Regions from separate parts of the Zea mays genome. Here region 1 is linked to region 2. A link is a contact called in public Hi-C data. All regions are on one chromosome and are shown on one strand. The core of a region is the stretch at or near the end of the contact, and the rest is flanking DNA. Distances in the headings are between cores, read along the strand shown. Region 1 holds the start of LOC103653895 (protein FAM32A-like). Region 2 holds the start of LOC100275060.

Region 1 (5,525 bases), core at 1,616-4,115, 150 kb before region 2:
GAACCTCGGTAAAACAAATCCGCGTGTTACACTCTTCATTTGCTTGCGATTTGTTTTGCACCCTCTGTCTCGCGGACTCATTTTTATTTCTAACGCCAACCCGGCTTATAGTTGTGTTTATATTTGTAAATTTCAGTTTCGCCCTATTCACCCCCCCTCTAGGCGACTATCAGTCTGCTCGCGATACACGAGATCCCCTTCCATGGAGGGTGGTCGAGGACCAAGATCCAGGGTGCATGGAAGCCGACCTACCCAGGGGGTGCGGGGGGAGAGGACGGATCCGGCGCAGAGCGGACTAATGACGGCAATCTCGGGCGGAGGGAGGAGCGGATCCGACGCAGAGGGGTAGGAGAACCTCGGATCCGTGGGTGAGGGCTCGGCGCGGGCATAGCTGGGGCTGCCATCGCGAGTGGGGGAAGCGGACGGATCCGGCACGGCGCAGCGACTGTGTTGGAGCTCAAGGAAAGGGGCGACATTCACGGAGGACTCACTTGGATGATGGGAGATGGAGGCAGAACATGGTGCACGGTGTGGACGCCTACACACCGTGCTTATAGAGTAGTAGGGAAAGGCGCCTATCCTATTGGTTCACGCCCGATTAGCGAAGTCGGCTCGACAATTTAGCCAAGTTCGGTTAGGTGGGCAAGGATTTCCAATTGGTTCTCACGTCCATGAGCGTTTGTTCCGATTCAGAGAAAATCGAAATAATATATACAAACTCAATAATAATTCTTTGCATCAAACATCAATCAATTCGATTTGGTTTAGACTGCTTCAGGTGGGCCTCGATTCAGCCAACTTCATGTTGCATCAGAAGTTGTACTTTCTAGTTTTTAATCTGTTGTTAAGCTCTGCCAATATATTGAAAGAAAATGAGTTCCCTTGAAATATCAAAGCGGGTCGTATTTTGAATAAAATGAATGCAACTAAATCGGGCAACAAAAAAAGGCTTAAACACGGGATCAAAATACTTGGAACAAGCCTTTGAAAATAAATATTGTCTGCTGGTGGCAACAAGTCGTTTTATAACAATTGTAAAACGATACATAAAATGCTAACAGAAAACTAGATGAACCCACACAGTATACAATTATTTGTGCGTAACACAGCTAGATTGGCCATGTTAGCCAGGGCCAACTTTGGGGATGTCGTAGTGGTCGCTCAGCTTAGCCAGGTACTGGTTGAAGTCCTGCATGCGGTCCTTGTGTGACTTGTTGGCGACTTTGGCTATCTTCTGCATGTCGATCTTCTGCTTCTGTTCCATGTATCGACGCTCTGCTGGTGTGAGATGGTCATAGTCAAGATGTGAGTTCCCTTCATCTACATTCTTATCAGATTCAGTCTGAGACGACTCCTCACGCTGGTACTTTTTCTTCTTTTTCTTTACTCCACAATCTTTCACGTCCAGCGCTTTACCCTTCAACTTCAACCGTCCCCCAACGACGTTTTGGTATTCCAACATCTTGCTGTAACAAAGAAATCTAGTAAAGTTATAGAGAGACTGCCGTTAAACACGAGAGACGGAACTGCAGACGTTGTAGAGAGACTACGAACTGAAGGGATTACACGCTAAATATATAGTACCTAGTCACACGGGATTGAAGCGTCCAGAGTCCGTGTCCGAGCTCCTGTTCCACGCGGTGTCCGTGTTCGTGTCCGAGTCCGGGTCCGAGCTCCTGTTCCACGCGGTGTCCGTGTTCGTGTCCGAGTCCAGAGTCCGTGTCCGAGTCCAGAGTCCGTGTCCGAGCTCCACGTTTTGGTGCAGTTCAGTCTTGTGGTTGTGGGGAACAGTATTTGTCCGAGGCCCATCCTCGCGCGGTGCTCCCGTGCAAGGGCAGGTTCTCTCGTGCGGGCTGCGGTGCTGTGCGCTGACGTCGGCGCAGCCGTGCCGCCTTGCGGAGCCGTCGCATCTGTCATGCTGCGGCGGTCGCCAAACTCGTCGTGCCTGCACCGTTGCTCCTCCGGGAACACAAGCGACCCCGACCCCGGCCGAGAGGAGACCTTGCCGGACCCGTGCGACCGCAGGCCGCTCTCGCTTCGACCCCGGTCCATGGCCTCCCCGCCGGCAACCCCAGACGCTCCCCGAAGATAGACGGGCAGGCACCGCAGCCACTCCACTCGACGCCTTTCCGCGCCTTGCTATACTTGGCTCGCAGTGATGCCTGACTTTTGGGTTCGTCGCCGGTTTATGCTAGCGGTGGTGCTCGCGGTCGCGTGACGGCGGGCGAAGCAGAAGGTTCCGGAACAACGTAGAGCTGAGCAGCCGCAGCCGGCAAGCCTACAAGGCTACAACTACAATACAGTCAAAACTTATGCCTGTCGTCTTACTGCCCACAGCCACAGGCCACAGGCCACAGATTGGGTGGCCAGGTCGCGTACGTGGCATGCCATGGCAGGGGTTCGGTAGGAGGTGCGATTAGATGATTGGGTTAGTTGGAATCAAAAAGATTTGGCAGCGTGATTTAGGCCGCGAGCGTTCCGTCTTCTCCGCTCCGCCGCCGCTCTCTGCTCGCACAGACGCACAGGCACGGAGTTGCTCGCTTCTCCGCCGCGGCGCCGGCGGCCGTCGCTCGCTCGCTCCGCGCCTTCGTGGGACTGCCGCTCGCGTTTGCGTTCGCGTCTCCCCTCTGCGCACTGCGCTAGTGCGTTGTGCCTCCGCGGGCGGAGGAGGAGAGGAAGACGCTGCCGGCCGCCGGCGGCTTAAAAGGGCTGGGACGCAGGGCACGATTATCAGTTTGTGCCTTGAGAGTTGCATGTTTCGCATAGATCTTATCTAAGAAGCTAATGATCGGTGAAAAACAACTTCTACTTTATCTGATTTCAGTTTTTTTTCTAGAGAAGCAACTGAACTGCTAAGCAGCTATTAGCAGGTACCGATCTACGAAAAGATTATGAAATAAATTATGCAAGAAAAAACAAGAGTGGACTCACATTTGTGACAGAACTGCAGAAGTCTTGAGTTCTCTTCAATTTATAGAACTCTATGACATAGCAAAAAAAAGTTATTCTCATAGCCAAAAAGAAAACATCAGGACGATCACATAATAGTCTAGGATTTACCTAGAATTGTGATTCAATTTATGACTTCTTTAGATATAAAGACCAATTCTTAGCTATGTCTATAAATTAGTCAAAATTAGCTCTAGTGCATCTAACAGAAGGGTTAATGTAACACCCCTGGTGTTACGATAACTAAAAATTTTTGTATGTCATCATCTGCACTTGCATTAACTGCTTGTTACACATAGAATGCATTCACTAGATCAAAAATTTTACAATAAGATGATGTTGTGTGCAGACTACAGAGTAGAGGACCTAGTTAAGGATCTAAGCTAAACAAGAGCAGGTCATCCCTTGAGCAAGTAACAAATTGACTTTGAGTCTTGAAGTGCTAAAGGCAATTTCTAGAGTCTATAGAAAATTTGTTTTCAAAGATAGATCAAGTGGAAGAAATACTTGGACCGAAGGATTAACTGCAAAATCCTAAGGCTTGAAAACCTTTATTGGAATTGAGTGTAAGCAAACAACTCCTAAATCAAGGATACTTTGGACCTGAGTTCTATAAGCCAAAGTTGGATTTGAGATTAAGGAGCAACTTTGCTTTAGGAGGATGGATAAGTTTGCTTTTGATATGTGGATTAGAAGTGGTGAAGCACTTAGGGTGGTTGAGTATCTATAAGCCCTAAACTTGCCCAAAGGTGGAATTTAAAATCTAGAAAGGATTGGTTAAAAGTTCATATACCAAAGTTGTAGAGCTTGGAATAGTGAATAATTCTTATTTGGATATTTCCAAGTTTTATAGAGAAAATTGGAGTAATTCACAAAAATTCAGTTTTGGGTTCATTTTGGAACTTCTGAAAATATATAAACTAGTCAAATTTGGACCCTTGTAACTTCTGATCTAGGACCATTTTGAAGATGATCATTATAACAAAGTCATAGAGCTACATGAGGAGTATAAGTTTGGTTAAGTCATCTAGCTCTAAAACTATTTGGAACTTAGAGAAAAACTGGTCCAAAGTAGAGCTAACAGAGTTTCTCGATTTCAGACTTGGTAGAATTCGGAGTCTGAATTTCAGCAATTGGAGCAAACTTTGGGCTATTGTAGTTTGGAATCCAAGAGGTTTTGGTTAATGACCACTATAGAAAAATTGTGGGATACGTATAGGAGAACAACTTTTATTAAGTGTGACAGCCCTGGAACTATATACAACTAGGAGAAGAGGTGATCCAAAGTGGGGTTGACAGACTTTTGAGTTTTCAGATTTGGAACAGTGACTGAAACTGAGATTTCAATATATATAGCTGTTTTTGGAGCTCAATTGTGCCTAATCCATGAGGTTTTGGGCTGTAGAATATATAGAGGTATTAAATACCATATGATGGTGAATAAGTCTCCTTAAGTGACTTTGGTTTGATCCTACACAAAAGTTGGAGAGAAAGCTTGCTCAAGGTTGGACTGACAGACAGTGCTTTAACTGCATTTGGTTCAGTTCTGAAATCTGAAATTTGTTGTATGGTGCCAAGTTTGGAGCCCTTTTGTGGTTGTTCTATAAGGTTTTGGACTGAGGTTTTTATAAATGAACTAAATACCACCTAATGGTGAACAACTTTATTAAAGGATAATGGACATGATCCCACATAAAAAGTGGTGTAACAGCTGCTCAAAGTTTGACTGTCAGGTGGTTGGTGACTTAGTCTATTCAGAACTGAAAATCTGAAATCAGTATTTTTAGTGCAGTTTTGGAGCTGTGTAGTGCCTGTTCTAGGTGCTTTTGAACCAAAGTTTCTGCAGCAAGCTTGAAGACCATGTGTTAGAGAACAATATCCTTTAAGTAAGTTGGGCTTGACCCCACACACAAAGTGGTGTGAAGACTGCCCAAAGATGGACTTTCAGTTGCAGAGACTGAATTTCATTCAGCTGCCTGAAAACTGAATTTACAGTGTGTGGTGTCAGTTTGGGAACACTTTTGTGACCATTCCATCATGTTTTAGTCTAGGAACGATATAACAAAGTTGAAGACCATATAATGGTGATCAAATCTTCTTAAGAAAGTTTTGTTTGGTGTTGCACAAAAATTGAGTAAACTGTGCCCAAACATTCTTTGTCAGGCATGTGTGTTCAGTTTCTTGTTCAGTTAGCTGCAGCTGAATTCTAGTGTTTTTACTCAACTTCGGGGCATTATAACTCTTGATCTGTGAGTATTTGACTTAGGGCTTCTGCAGAAAACTTGTAGAGTTTGGCTTTGTGAACATGTTTTGTGAACCAAGGTTGGCTTGTTGTTACTAAGAACCGGGAGAAAGATTGCTTGTAGTTGTGCTGTCAGACTTTGGGAGTTTCAGCACTAGGTTCCGTTTACTGAAGCTGAAGTTCATTGTTTTTCATCTGACTTTGGAGTTCTCCTTTGCTTTGTCCATGACGTTTCGAGCTGCAGTCCCTATAGAAAAAGTTAGGGGATAGTTTGGTGAACAAATTGAGTTAGGGGTGATATCTTTGTCACCACTTGAAATCGTGAGATTAAAGG
Region 2 (5,771 bases), core at 3,017-5,516:
CCGCTCACGAAGCATGTAACCGCTCATTATAAGCATTCCCCCATCCTCGCCGAAACCAGCGAGCGAAAGGGCGGACCGCCACGCGAAAGACATGCAACCGCACCACGGTTATGCACCCTTTTGGCTTCATCACACCCGGCGGTCCTGCATGGAGGCCCGGGCCCACATGTCATGTAACCGACGCAACGGTTACAGCGTGCAAGGAAACCGCACCGCCACTCGCGCCAATGTCGTGCCTTCTCGACTACGGAACCAGTGCCGCGACTCAAGGCAGCCTTGCGCGTGACCCAACAGTGCCAATTGAGTGCAACGATCACGGGTCAGTCAACCGCGGGAGGAGGCGCGACGGTCGATATGGCCAAAAGCGGACCGGCAGTAATTGCAGCAACAGACGTGTGGAAGCAGCAGTCCAATCACCTATAGGCTCGCATCCTCTCCTGAAACGATAGGGGAGCCCTCTCCCACGGAGTAAAGACGACGCACCCGTGTTCCGTTCCTCGAACAACTCACGCACGTGCAACAGACGCCCTGTGAATCGCCCGTCCCATCGCATTAACTCCTTGGCAGGGCAAGCGACACCTCCGGCAGGAGAAGCGGGCGCCGTTTCACCTCCGTCATGATGGCCGCGTCAAAAAAGGTGCGCCACATTATTTAAATTCATATCCTTTTCCTTTTCCTCTCTCTATCTCTTGCCACAGGGACCGGGAAAGGGGATATTCCGAAAAGGATCCTTCCTAGCGAAGGAAACGGGCCCCGAGCCCTCCTACTGATCAGGGGTTCGAAGGTTGCGCCCTCCGGGGTTCGGCAACCGCCCCAGAGCACTCGGGCTCCGAGCCCTTTACTGATCAGGGGTTCGAAGGCTGGCCCCTCGGAAGGGTTCGACAGCCGCCCCAGAGCACACAGAGTCAGGGATGACCCTGGGTACGTCCGTTACATGGCCGAGGCTCGGGCTATGCTCCTGAGGTACCCTAGGACATTTCCGAGACCAACGGGAACGATTTTGTAACGGAATCCCACCAGAGGGGGGCATCGAGCCCTCGGACCCTATCGAATGGGTCCAGGTCCGGCAAATCACCTGCAGGTACTTTTGGAGCGCGCCTCTGGGCCACTAGCCGACCCTTATCGAACGGGGCTCGGGCGTCCACTCGGATCACCCGCTAGCAACTCACTAGAAACACCATGTTCGGTGCCCTCCGAGGGTAACATGGCGCTTTCCCCCCCCTTCCTCCTTGCGGAAAGGCGATGAAGGGCCGTACAATAAAAGTCGAGACGGTCCATGATTGTCCTCTCGCTCCGTGCAGAGGCTCGAGGGTTGCTCTCGCACCAGGCTACAGCCGAACCGTTGACCACGTAAACAAACCACCGTGAAATCTCGGAGCCTGACCGTGCACCCGGGCTACGGCCAGGCCGCATGAGGGAACAACAAGGCCGACCGAGGCATCACAAAAAGAATTAAGACCTCAGAGGAGTCAAACCACTCCTCCGAGGCCTCGGGGGCTACACCCGACGGGTGCGCTCGCGCGCACCCATCAGAACCAAACACAACCGAGAAGGGTCGGTCCCCTTGCAAAAATCCGGTGGAACCTCCAAGCGAGTGCCCACACTCCCTTAGAGGCTCGGGGGCTACTGTCGGGTACCGTAATTAGAGGTATGTTGGAGCGAAGGCAAAGACGCCACCCTTCGCTCGAGGCCTTCGCTGCAGCCGCTGGTCCGCCGGAGGCAAAGCGGGCAGGGACACCCTTCGCAGGACTCGGCGCTTTGACGAAGGCCTGCGGCGACGACCTCACACGGCGCGGCCTCGTTCAGCCCCAAGGCCCACGTGTGATCCGGCCCATTGTAACGGGCCCCGCGTGGCCGCCTCTGTATTACGGGCCTGACTTGTAAAGGCAAACTTGTAATTACAGCTTGTAACCCTGCTTTATGGGAATATTCCGGGGATAAACTAGGCGTCTGAGGGCACATGCGTCCTTAACACAAGACGCTGGGCACTCAGACACCTATAAATACCCCCGCACAGTGCCCGTGAGAGGCTAGATCAACAGAGCTATTGCCCCCGTGCACGTAACCCTATTGTCGCCATTGTTCACCCCCGTTGGCCCACTTGCAGCAGAGAGCAAGTTCCAACAAGGTACCCCCAATACTCCTAAGCACGGTCGGAAAACATCTTCAGAACAAACCATAAACAGCTTATGAAGCGCGGGTCAAGTTAGGGCCTCGTCTATCAAGGGACGCAACCTCATCCGAGCCCAGCCTCGGCCTCGGGCGGGAACAGTAGTCCCGGGGGGATTCACGCCTCGCCCGAGGGCCTCCTCAGGCAGTGAGCGCACCCTCGGCTCGCCCAAAGCCCAGCTTGGGGCGAACTTTGTCGTGCAGCGACCTTGGCCAAATCGCCTTACCAACCGACCGTATCGCATGCGCATTTAATGCGGGGATCGCCTGACACCTTATCCTGACACGCGTGCCTTAGTCGGCAAGGTTGAAGTGACCGCAGTCACTTCGCCCTTTCACTGACTGTTCTGACAGGAAAACAGGACTGTTCGACCCCGCTCCGGCTAATGTGCCAACCACCAGGGTAAGACTAGCAACAGTAAGTCGTGACCTCTCCTAAGTTCGGCCTCGGGCGCGACATCGAGCTCCGCCTCGCCCGACCCAGGCCTCGGCCTCAGCCCCGGCCTCGAGGAAGGTCTCTGCCTCGCCCGACCCCAGGCCTCGGCCTTGGGGGAAGGTCCCCGTCTCACCCGACCTAGGGCCTCGGCCTCAGCCTCGGCCTCGGGAGGAGTCACATCCACGCTCGACCTCAAAACTCGGCCTCAGGAGAAGTCTCCGCCTCGCCCGACCTCGGCCTCGGACCGACTACGCTACAGGGGATGCATCATTACCCTACCGCTAGCTAGCCATCCTTTGCTACGAAGGAACAAGACCGGATTCACATCAAACTACTCCGATAGCAGGTAATGATGGTTCCCCGCGTGCATCCCTGACGTCAAGGGTTCTCAGCTCCCTACGGAAGCAAGACAACGTCAGCAGGATCCATGCCGCACCGCCACCTGTGCTTCTACAGGGCTCAAGGCACTTCTCCGACGGCCACGTTAGCTCGTGTACAGGGCTCAAGGCGCTTCTCCGCCAGCCACGCTAGCACTTAGCTACACCCCCATTATACAGCTGGACATCTCCTTGTATCTATAAAAGGGGATGTCTAGAGCCTTCCTAAGGCAGGTTCGCACGAGGACAGACGGGGAGACACGTTGACGCAATACGTTGACGTTGAGACAGAGACGGATGCATGCAGAGACTCTCTCTCTCTCTCTCGCGATGCTTGTAACCCCTACTACGAGCACCCCGGTGCAAGATAATATAAGCTTCATTCCCCTGCTTGTGTTCCATCTTGCATCAACCCATCTGGGCAGGGGCACGCAGCAACAAATTCACTAGTCGGTTGACGGACCTCGCGGGTCCGAAACGCCGACATGTATAACAAAACAAATAATAATATTGATAATACCAAATAAACACCATTAGATTCTTTACTATTTGTATTTTTTTAATAATATAATGATTTAATATTATGAATCTTTATATTTTTTTAATAGTTTGGATCAAGTGTGAGATTCTTCTAAGAAAGATAATGGAGGGAGTATTTTTTAATCTTGACGTGAATCCCTCCATTATTTTTTAGTTCTTGCAGCCAAACAGTTCATTTACCACGTGATTGGTTGCTCAGACTACTGCGCCTAGGCTGGCCTCATCCCGTTGACCGTGCTTTGGCATATGTTTGGTTGGCTGCAGAGCAGGAGGACAACATGTACCCGCTCATGCAGTGTAGTATTTTTTGTGCTCACTCGCCTGCATGCGTGGAAACGCATTTCCTCCGCGTTTCCAGCGGGCCAGGCCGGCGCGATGCGGGCGTCCAGCACCCTGGTAACCAATCACGTGGTTAGATGTCAGATTGGATAAATTTAAATTCATAGTAAGTTAAAACTCTTTCTAAAATTTTCTAATCTTATCCAATACATTTGAAATAGAAATAACCGGACAAGAACTAAGCCGATGAGAAATCCAGATCAGACCTGCAATGACGCAGTGGTGCCGGTCCTCAGGAATTCTTCAGTGACATGTGACGCGTGGGGCCCGCTGACTGCGCATGCATCGTAGCGTTTGACAGGCTGCAAGTACCGTTAGTACATCTGTATATCCGCAGTATTTAAACAACCGATCGAACTGTGGAAAATGGAAAAGGTTCCACCTGCTGCGTCCCTTTCCAATATTTTTTTTAGTTACATAGACAAACACCTCTGAGCTGTCTCGCTCGTAAGCTCCTCTTCTCTCTACATAAAAACCCTAGCTTGGACACGCACAAGTGACAGTGTTGTTACATAATATTCCTCCGTTGTTCACTTGTTCTCTAGCTACTACTGCCTACTGGCGTTACCAGATCGAAGGATAGACGGGCGATCCATGGAGCTGGAGGCTGCTGCCGCGCCGGCTACGTGCAGGAGGGACGGGCGGAGGCTGGTGAGGTGCCCGCGGCTGCAGCTGGACACCGAGACGGCCACGGCCATCGAGCGTTCCACGGGGGAGAGCGTCGCCGCCGAGGGCGCGATGCGCGTCAAGATCGTGCTCAGCAAGCAGCAGCTCAAGCAGGTGGCGGCGGCCGTCGCCGCCGCCGGGAGCGGCGGCGCCTTCGCCGGGCTGCCGCCGGCGCTGGAGCAGCTCGTCAGCGTGCTGAAGCGCCGCCAGCACGCCAGGAAGCAGCAGGCTGCTGCGGCCGACGCGGTGGCTGCTGCCGGAAGGCGCCGGGGCCGCTGGTCGCCGGCGCTGCAGTGCATCCCGGAGGAGTGCTTTTAGCTAGAGCTAGGCGTGCGTGCGTACGTACGTTTGTGTAGTACTCTGTATTCTAGCTACATTCTGCTTGTATATAGCTAGCTAGCTAGCTTTCCCCAAATTTTCGGGCTCTTCTTCCTTGGGTCGCGTTCGCGACGTGCCGATCGATTGGGCCAAAATGAGCGTCCGATGGTTGCATCACAAATTTGAAATGTCACTTGTTTCAATCTGGCATTTGCCACTACTTGGACCGATCGATCGATTCAGAAAATTACCAACCCCCCGGCCTCCCCCCGTTTCTGAGATTATGGGCCTATTTGTTTGTATAATAGTTCAAAAATAAATTAGATTATATAATCTGAATATATTATAATCCTAAACAAAAAACCCCATAGATTAAAGAAAAGGACAATGAACTGGGAAAAGGAACCATGCATGGCAGCGTGTCAAGTCTCTTTCTTTGCCGTCAAGTTGTTGTCCTGCTCCATGTGTATGTGGCAGTGAATACTGATCAAGCAGCAGGTGCCCCGTGCGCCGCGCTGGCTGCTGCAGGGTGCGAGAAATGGCCAAATGGTTGCCAGGCCACAAGATTCCTCTTGAAGTGTACAGTAGTACGATAAGATCTGTGTACACGAGAGGGTTACAGTTGTGGCTTATGCATGATCGGATCGGAAGGGTGGCGATTAGTGAGCGCCATGGCCTACTGGGTCCGCCTGTGGTGTGTATCATCATTTGCCAGCGTCCAATCAGCTTCAGTGCCGAGTCGATCGGATGCGAGTTTTTCATTAGTGCTCGCCTTGATTCCTTAGCTGGAGCCACAATGTGCAGTGGATTGACGCTGCTGCTCATCGCCCGGAGCCCCGGACGATGTAAAGGTGAGGTTTTCTCTCTCGCAGAAATGGAGTACGGGCGAGACAAGGTAAACTGTGAAGCACTGCACATATGCACAG

What was found. Hi-C and Micro-C count contacts between places; a contact is called where the count stands out from the background.
Region 1: a Hi-C map of tassel shows a contact between it and region 2, with 3 times the contacts expected there. The contact joins the promoter of LOC103653895 here to the promoter of LOC100275060 in region 2. A contact is called at or near these places in 6 of 25 Hi-C or Micro-C datasets (bundle sheath, ear, endosperm and 2 more).

Annotation. Positions count from the first base shown.
Region 1 is chr4:159,377,540-159,383,064 of Zm-B73-REFERENCE-NAM-5.0, reverse strand. LOC103653895 (protein FAM32A-like) reads right to left here and starts at 2,865. Exons shown (of 2, transcript XM_008680704.4): 1 at 1,585-2,865; 2 at 972-1,466. The coding sequence starts at 1,462. The coding sequence ends at 1,124.
Region 2 is chr4:159,228,747-159,234,517 of Zm-B73-REFERENCE-NAM-5.0, reverse strand. LOC100275060 reads left to right here and starts at 4,266. Exons shown (of 2, transcript NM_001363922.1): 1 at 4,266-4,308; 2 at 4,407-5,053. The coding sequence starts at 4,456. The coding sequence ends at 4,845.